2 separate regions of the Drosophila melanogaster genome follow, and region 2 is linked to region 1. Evidence: chromatin contacts called from public Hi-C data. All regions are on one chromosome and are shown on one strand. The core of a region is the stretch at or near the end of the contact, and the rest is flanking DNA. Distances in the headings are between cores, read along the strand shown. Region 1 holds the start of trbl (tribbles). Region 2 holds the start of AsnS (Asparagine synthetase).

The links. A called contact is a pair of places that touch in the nucleus more often than the background predicts.
Region 2: a contact with region 1 is called in a Hi-C map of the Kc167 cell line, with 2.0 times the contacts expected there. A contact is called at or near these places in 2 of 107 Hi-C or Micro-C datasets (the Kc167 cell line and wing imaginal disc).

The regions. Positions count from the first base shown.
Region 1 is chr3L:20,400,122-20,404,555 of dm6, reverse strand. It overlaps trbl (tribbles), which reads left to right and starts at 2,947. Exons shown (of 2, transcript NM_079933.4): 1 at 2,947-4,130. The coding sequence starts at 3,301. lncRNA:CR45973 (long non-coding RNA:CR45973) reads right to left here and starts at 286. Exons shown (of 2, transcript NR_133284.1): 1 at 1-286.
Region 2 is chr3L:21,169,937-21,174,771 of dm6, reverse strand. AsnS (Asparagine synthetase) reads right to left here and starts at 1,654. Exons shown (of 1, transcript NM_206410.2): 1 at 1-1,654. The coding sequence starts at 1,572. Ac78C (Adenylyl cyclase 78C) reads left to right here and starts at 2,842. Exons shown (of 24, transcript NM_079470.5): 1 at 2,842-3,120. It overlaps chb (chromosome bows), which reads right to left and starts at 1,919. Exons shown (of 2, transcript NM_168882.2): 1 at 1,727-1,919.

The DNA.
Region 1 (4,434 bases), core at 1,698-4,197:
ATTCAATGGCATGTCTTAATATATATTTATATATGCCTAGTTTACCCTGACCTGAAACCTTGATTGAATCCAACTTACTTTCATAGGTCTTATGGGTCTGAAATGACCGCATGACATTAACATTCATCAGAGTTCCACTGCAAGTGCAATCCCCAGACCACGTGCCACAACCTAATCTACTTTTTTTATAAAAGCCACATCACGGCCGTGCATCATGCACTTCCCATCCAAAGCACTCGCTCACTCACTTCGAGAACTTCACCTTCCACAATTTCGTGCGAATCTGAAACTCCAAAGTCAGGGTATATGCACAAACTAAAGCTGCCGCCCGCTGGCGAATCAAGATATACGAGTTTGTGTGCCTGCTTTTGGGAAATGTCGATGTGACGGGGCTTGGAATGGATAATCTAAATCAGGAAGGGGAATTGCGAATCGGAATGGCGAGGCGTCGTCATCCCGAATTGATGACGCAGCCGATGACGCACTGAGTTGTTTTTTTTTTTTTTTTTTGCTTGGAAGAGAAATCTGGATTTCATGCCAGCTTGGCAACAACAAAGTAGCTCGCACAATGGCAAAAGCACGCTGAAATTTTAGAGCAGAAGAATCCGCGAGTGTCGGAAAGGTCGGCTTCATCCGAATGTTCGAATTTAAATTTAAAATGTAACGTACTCTTGGTGGGGCTTGGGGCACAGTGGTTCAAAGGAATGGGTTACGGTTACATGTGAAATTATTTCACAAGGCGATTATAATCAATACTGTTCAACATCATAGTGCGTCATTTCAAATTTCAATGAAATATGTTTGTATAATCTTCCCACTGCAAACTGCAGTTAAAACTTAATCATCATTGCGGACCATGGTGAAACTCAAAAGCGATTTACTGGAATAAAGGTTGTTTGTGTTCACGTATATTTACGTGATTATTGCTAAAGAATATGTATATTTCCCGTACATACACTTTTCATATCAAAATGATCAGGCCTATTTAATCGTATAAGTGAGTGCAGTGACCAGAGTGAAACATTAATTGCTTGCAAATAAGTATGTCGTATGCAAATAAAATATTTTTCAAATTCAATTTGATGTCGCCACCCCTATAATTTCCCCCCTTTTCGGTTGCATTGGTGTCACGGTACCAGTATAATTCTCGTTTCAATCTTCCTTTCGAGAAACAGATGCAAGACTTTGGAAAAGGGACGGGCGAAAAGAGAGGTTTGTTGGTGTTATTTGTTCTGTTCGCGATTTTCGCATTCGTATTTATCGGCTACTTCGTGGGAAGAAGAAGCAAAGACGGACGTTGCGTTTCAAAAAGAGCGTTACAATATGAAGAATTCAATCGAAGAGATCGGTGAAAACCAATGGACGAAATACAAGCCTGCATAAACAGTTGCGGTGAAAATATTAGTATTCAAAATCCCAGTATCCCAGAATGAAAAAATTCAAAACTAAATGAGTTATATCTAACCTACAATTGTACCAATTCTATCAACGATTTTAAAAATACATTTTTCAGGTCTTTTAGTCCAACAATTCGGTCTTAAAAATTATATTTAAAGACCCTCATTTCCAATTACTAAAGATTCGATTGCGATAGTTCCTATTATTGTGACCGCGAATGTGCTCCTGTGTATCCTCAGACGGATGTCTTTAGTGGGAAATCACCTTGCGCCAGCTGCAACTGCAACTGCATCGCATGTACAGCCCTGCACCGATGCACTATATCTGCCATATAGTGCTTAGGGGTGGAATAGTGCAGCTGACATATGTATGTAGGAATCTACCTGCGACATAATGCCGCTCGGTGGTTCTTACCTGCTCCTTGAGGATCTCGGATAACTGCCTTCTGTTGCTGTCGTAATTCCTGCGTAGCCCAGTGATCCTCGTTTCGGACAGCTGCAAAAATCATGAAATCGTCTGCACCGCGAGGTAAACAGCAAGGTAAATCCACATACACACACACAAATGAGTAATGATCTCGCACAGGAAAAAATTCAATGATCGATTTGGATCCAAGAGATTGAAGCGTTATTTGAAGATTCGAGTTTGGGAGCATTTATTTAAATTCTAGGATTTACTAGAACTATGTTTGTACATCTGAAATGTCCATCTGTGGTCATATACTTAGGGATATAAGAGATCTTAATCTGGAGTATTAAGAAGACAAATTTCTTAATTTTAAATTTGTATGTATATTAGGATATTAAAATGTTTTATGTTTTATGTTTTTTTATAATAATAGTAGTTTGCAAAGCAACTACTCAAAAACTGCACATCATCATTGAATTTGGTTTAAAAATTTCGTAACTATGGGAAAACAAATAATTTCAACCAAACTTGTAAAATATTACCTTATCAGAGCAGGAGAAAACCTTAAGTATCCAAGCCAAGAAACCACAAAAGATATTTTCGAGTTATAGAGATGGTTATACGGGTGTTTCTGCCTTCGATATCCGTACCCGTACTCAATAAAACAAAATCGAAGTTCAAGCTGACTGTACTTTCATTAATTTGATCTTAAAACTGTGGATTTTATCAGTTTACTAACCCCCTCTAATTAACTTATCGCCACGATTTATTGGTGCGCAGATTACTACGTAAAATCGTAGAAGAAAAGTTTAAGGGTTGCTGTGGGTATAGTGTTCATACAGCTACGTATTTCGAATTCAGTTGGAATCGGAATTTCAGCGTTCAGCGCAATTTTTTCAAAAATAACGATGCTCTTGTTCTTTCTCTCTCTCCCAACCATTTGGATTTCAAAAAATAACGACGCTCTCTGGTCTCCCACTTCTCTTTCCATTCCGACCGCATTGAGCTAAATTCCTGCAACGGGTGTGAGCGAGGCAGAGAAGGATCGGTGCAGTGAGAGCGAGCAAGAGGGTGCGAAAGAGAGCCGTTGTATTTCGCCGTTCTCTTCGCTTCGTGCTTCTTCCGACCGCGTGGATGGTCACATTTGAAATTCAAACTGCGGAGAAGACGGTCGCGTTCGTTTCGTTTCGCGAGTTCAGTGAGCAGCGTCCGATTTGTTTTAAAATCGCCGCATTTCGTCAGTACCCGCATTGCAAATGGCCAAACTACCGAAGTAGTAGTAGCCCTGAGTTTAAACGAGAGTTTAAATCGAATTTAATCGGAGACTAAACGGCGCGTCGCTAAATGTCAAAACAATTAACAGCCAAGTACAGCCAGGCTAAAGCGGAGTAACAAAATTAGTAAGAAGAAGCATTAGCAGAGAATAAGACGAAGAAAACGTAGCGAGAGCAAGAACTGTGATAAAGTTAAGTGAAGTGGTAAACACAAGCAAGCATGGATAACAGTAGCGGTCAAAACAGCAGAACGGCTTCGTCAGCGTCCACAAGCAAAATAGTCAACTATTCGTCACCAGTCTCGCCAGGAGTCGCAGCCGCCACCTCCTCATCCTCATCATCCAGCAGCAGCGGCATGAGTAGCAGCCAGGAGGACACCGTACTGGGATTATTTACGCCCAAAAAGGAGTTCCCCAATGCCAAGATGCTGCAGACCATCAGGGAGAAGCTAATGACGCCCGGCGGAGCCTGTGACCTTCTGGCCCTGGGCATCGCAGCGGAACCCACAGACCAGCAGCCCGTCAAGCTCATCCAACAGCGTTATCTGATCAGCGCACAGCCTAGTCACATATCGGCCGCCGTGGCTGCCAAGACTCCCGCCTCGTATCGCCACTTGGTCGATCTAACCGCCTCCAATCTGCGCTGCGTGGACATCTTCACCGGGGAGCAGTTCCTCTGCCGTATTGTAAACGAACCGTTGCATAAGGTGCAACGAGCCTACTTTCAGCTGCAGCAGCACGACGAGGAGCTACGCCGGAGCACCATCTATGGCCATCCACTGATCCGACCCGTGCACGATATCATACCGCTTACCAAGGATCGCACCTACATCCTCATTGCGCCCGTGCCCCAGGAGAGGGACTCCACGGGTGGGGTGACCGGGGTGTACGAGAACCTGCACACCTACATCCGCCACGCGAAGCGACTGTGCGAGACGGAGGCGAGGGCCATATTCCACCAGATCTGTCAGACTGTTCAGGTGTGCCACCGCAACGGGATTATCCTCAGGGACCTCAAGCTCAAGCGGTTCTACTTCATCGACGAGGCCAGGTGAGTTGCGTGTCCAGGTGACACCTTCGAAAAACCCATATACACCAATATACGCCACATATGCCTGACTTATACCAACTCAATTGCATATGGCTGGCTAGTCGGTTTATTTTGCAATTCGATGGAAACTCGTTATGAGCGAGAGATCTTGTTTGTGGTCGTGTGTTGGTGGTGCCACAATTGTTGCTCTTGTTATTGGCCCATGTTGTTGTAGTTGCTGCTGCTGCTGCTGTTGTTGCTTTTGTTTTTGTTGCTGGCGCCGTCGTTGTGGGTAACATTGAACATTTAACAAGTGTTGCAATCG
Region 2 (4,835 bases), core at 405-2,904, 770 kb before region 1:
TTCTCCGGGGAATTGTTCGGCGAAAATGCAGCGATAGTAGAAGGCCTCCTTGGTTGTGGGCGTGTTAAAGGGGAAGCGTAGGGCGGCTGCGGAGAATTCTTGATCGCTGACATGGCTGGTGGCCACCCTGCGGATGCTGTCGATCCAATCGTAGCCCACTCCGTCGGAGAACTGCTCCTTCTGGCGCCAGAGGACTTCATCGGGCAGATAGTTATCCGCAAAGGCAGCTCGCAGGACATACTTCTCCAATCGCTTTTGCTGTACTTCCCCGAATTTGTTGAGGGGTCCGGGTATCTTATCCTCCGGTCGGATTTGCATCACATGGTTAACGAACCCCGTGTCCAGAAAGGGCACTCGCAGCTCCACGCCCTTGGCCATGGCCACCTTGTTGGCCCGCAAACAATCGGATAAATGCAGCTGGCGCACTCTCTTCACCAGCTCCTCGTGGAAATCGTTGTAGCTTGGGGCCTTGTGGAAGTATAAATACCCTCCAAAGATCTCATCGGCTCCTTCGCCGGAGAGGATCATCTTGATGCCTGTGCTCTTGATATATCTAGCTAGTAGCAGCATGGGCAAACTACATCTCACTGTGGTCACATCATAGGTTTCAAGGTGGTAAATAATATCCCTAATGCCATCCAGAGCTTCGTCGATCTCGAATATGATCTCCTTGTGATCGCTGTCTATATATTTGGCCACACTCCTGGCCGCCTGGAAGTCGGGTGCATCCCTTAGACCCACAGAGAATGTTTTCAGCCGGAAGTTGGGATCCCGTTCGCGCATTATCTTCGTGGCTATGGAGGCTATAAGACTGGAATCCACTCCGCCGGATAGCAGGGCTCCCATTTGAACATCGCACTGCAGATGACTGCGCACGGCAAACTCCAAGTTGGCTCGCAGTAGGGATAATTCGCAGGTTTGTGTGGGCACCTCCTTGATCCAAGACTGCTGAAACTGCCAGCATGTTTTAAAGTCACCAACTTTACCGAAACGAGCCTCGCCAGGTGTGAAAGTCTCCACTTTGGAGCAGGTATCCACCAGGCACTTCATCTCCGAGGCCACCCAAAGGTTTCCCGACGCATCCTCACCCACATACATGGGTATAATGCCAAAGGGGTCTCGGGCAAGAAGCACTTCCTTGGTCTTCCTATCGTACAAGGCAAAAGCAAACATTCCAGTGATGTATTGCAGAAGATCCTTTCCATAATCCTGGTACAGTTCCAGTATCACGTGGCAATCGCTCATGGGGTTGTAGGAGCCACGCTTTTTCGCAATCTCAGCCGAAAGCTCCAGATAATTGTAGATCTCTCCATTGGCCACCAGGATGAGGTTACCATCTTCAGAGACGAAGGGTTGGTCGCCCATTTCCACGCCAATGATTCGCAGGCGTTCATGAATCATGGCCACCCCTTCCAAGGAATTCACATAGACCCCCGTGGAATCTGGACCCCGATGCCGATGCTTGCCACTCTGTCGATAGGCCAGTTCCCTTAAACTGTGTTTGCTTCCATGGAGGATTTGCGTGGGTATCGGCTCCCCATCCCTCGAAAATATGGCAAAAATTCCGCACATTTCTCGCTTATCTTTGCAGTAATTTCAACTGTATTTTTTTTTAACGAAGCGGCCCGCACTTTGCAAAGTCCGAAAACTGAATGAAGCTTTTCAATGGCGTGCACTCTTATTTATGGCCAAAGCTCTCTAGATTTAATTTCATTTTTATACTTACTCTCGTCAACAGAGCTTATTTCCACGTGCAACTAGTTCCTTCACCCCGTTTCTAGAATCCTGAGACACATAAATGTTGGTAGGTAACAGCTCCCTGAGATTAGGGCTCTTATCAAAAATTACTATTGATGAGCGGCCATTTAGTAATTTGTGCTAATCTTATCGGAAGGAGAACAGCTGTCAGCAGCTTAAAACTTGATAACGAATAGACGGTAAACATTTTAGGTTTAGCTATGTGCATTTTTACTCTCTAAACGCGCTCTGAAACTGAAACTCACAGCTGATTTTTCTTTATCAACGATTTCGTCATCCAATTTACTCTACTTTTGGGGTGGTTAGACTGCTCAGAAATTAATTAACAAAAATATTTTGTAATCTTCCATGTGCTTAATTATACATCTCCCAATATGATTTCTTTTGGAAAGAGTTTTAAAAATTAGTATTAACAAATAAATAAGATTAGATGCCGTTTATTAAATTATTGATAGTGTATCTGCAGAGTAGCATATATCAAAGTGAGTTGTTTCTCGATTTAATGTTGGCTTCATGCCAGGGTTAAGAAAAGTGTGAATTCGGAGAACAGACCGGTTTTTTATCAGTTCCTTAAAAAATTCGTTTGGAATGAGAATATACAAATAGTTTTAATAGCATCAATAGCAAAAATACATTAATTCATTGAATAAATTGCCGTAAAATTAATATTATTATTATTTTAGCGGCATTAAAGAAAGCTCAGTAACATCTGTTTACTATCTGCATTAACAGAATGTTACCGAAAAGCTCCCCGAAATACAGCCCGCTGTTAACTAACATGGCGCCGCGCCAACAGGTGGTTTCCTATGAACCACGTCGCGTACTTCGACTTCGGTCCATGCGATAAATATGTCAAGTAGCCGCAGATAAACAGAAATCTCCCGTGTTTAATTATGCAGACGTTTTAATTACGCATCTAACACTGACGAATTTGTACAGTGATGTCATACTACATATTTGGATGGTGCGAGCTTCTGTAAATAACCGAGATTTATAACCCGAGGTTCGCGAATCCGCTCCTGGAATTCTGTCGTGCGCGCTTGTTGCTTCCAAGTCGTTTTGTCGGCAACGAACGGCCTTTCAATTCAGTTGCCGATGGAACGCGACACTGTGCGGCAGGAAGTTGCGTATACGACGCATTGTCACTCGGCTAGCGACGTGGATCGGAAGTCCTTTATATGGGCGAGCGCTCCTCGATATCAATTTCCCTTTCGAAAATGCCCGTCAAGGTGCTAAGTGCGCGTAATTAGTCGAAATTCAATCAATTCAAAAGAATCTTAAATTGAGTTACGTCGACGAAATGGAGGCTGGTAAGCCAAAATGTGCAAAGTGAATTTTCGTGGGCAATCACCGCCGAAAATTGTGCGTAAAAAAAGTAATCAAAAGTATCAGCTCAATCATTTTATGACTTTAAGATGATAGTCAATCAAGGAGTCCTTAAAAATGTATTTAAAATGGAAAATAAATTAAGAAAAAATCAATCTTGGAATTCCGAATCGAATCAGAAAAATTTAGCCCTCTTTGTTAACCAAAAACCATAAAAACGGACACAACTTTCAACACGAAAAGTGAAGGTAATTTATGTGCTTCTCAAAAATATCAAATCAAAATCAAATAAAATAAACTTTTTACTGGTACCGAGCCCGAAAATCGAAGGGAATCGAGCGTGACCTATTACTGTCACGTCCGTTTCCGGAATTCCGAGTGAGGTGGCCAAAACACGGGCCCCAACTTTTGGGTCACGTTCGCTGGCTGAACGAATTCAAATGGCCCAAGACCCATTTACCAGATCCAGATGTGCATTGCCATAAAATCGCTGACAGATAGAGCAACTGCCAAGTCGGGGCCAATTAATTGAAAAGTTTCTACGCCGCCAAAATCAAATCAACAATATTTCCCAAGTATTTTGGCTTGAAATTCGAAGTGGAAGTTTTTAACAATGTTATTGGCGGTGGGAAATGGGCACTGCACTGCTACAATTATATTTAATTAAAATTTTAGTTCGTTCTAAAAATTTAGTCATAATATTTTATGAGTAACTTTTGGGAGTATTTTTCAATTTTCAACGCTCAAAATTTGCCCTTATCGCACATAATTATTAACTGAGTCATATAGTATTAAAAATAATAATTTTTTGTTCAAACGTTTCTACATTTGTAACTCATTTTAATTTGTTCAATAGGTCTGTAATATAACATAGGATTGAGTCCTTTCTTTCAGTGCACTGTTGTGGCTTGTTGTTGTGTGATATGCTGTAAGGATACGGATACGGATGCGACGGAAATGGATAACCATGTTGTTTGCAGTCGGCGGAAATCAATTCGCATTACTGCAGCCTCAGTGAGCTGCCCAAAAAACTTTGTGCGCAGCGGGCAAAACGCAAATAAATTGGTGGTTTTAAGGACCCACTCGAATCGGGGGATGATTAGACCCTTTGGCCACCTTAAGCCACATCGGGCCACCTATGGCCACCCTTTGCCACCACGCTGGTGTCTAGCCGCGTGGAGTGATTGACCCCGGGGTGACCCTAAAAATAGGAGTGGGCAGCATCCATTCCGACTATTTTTAATCGCCCGCTCGCTGACTGTCACTATCTTTAAGCTCTTAATTATTTTTGTTTTGTTTGGGGTCAGTGTTACGTGACACAAATTTTGTTTTCGGCACTAATAGTTGAATGACCAGTAGCGTAGTCTACTTCTCGGTCCACGAAAAAGGGCCACGCCCTCCCCTAATTGGTGGGTGTGTGTGTGTGAGCGACAGTATGTGCGCTTGTTTGTCATAATCAAATATCTTAACACGCAAGCTCAGACCCTTTCGCCTCTTTCGACCAGGCTTCTGCCCCTTTTCATCAGGACCCTAATGACATGGCCACTAATCGGGGCAAAAGTTGCCACTGCTGCAGTTCTTAATTAGCAATTTGACGCATTATGCCGCCGAGCTTGTTGGCATGTGCGGGCATTAAGTCCAAACCGTCTGCAGGATTAGGACCTGAGAGGTGAAATTAACTGGGCTCCCGGTTGATGAGAATGATGCATAATAAGCGGCTAGTTCCAAGTAGAAAAAACAGGTGGCTTAAA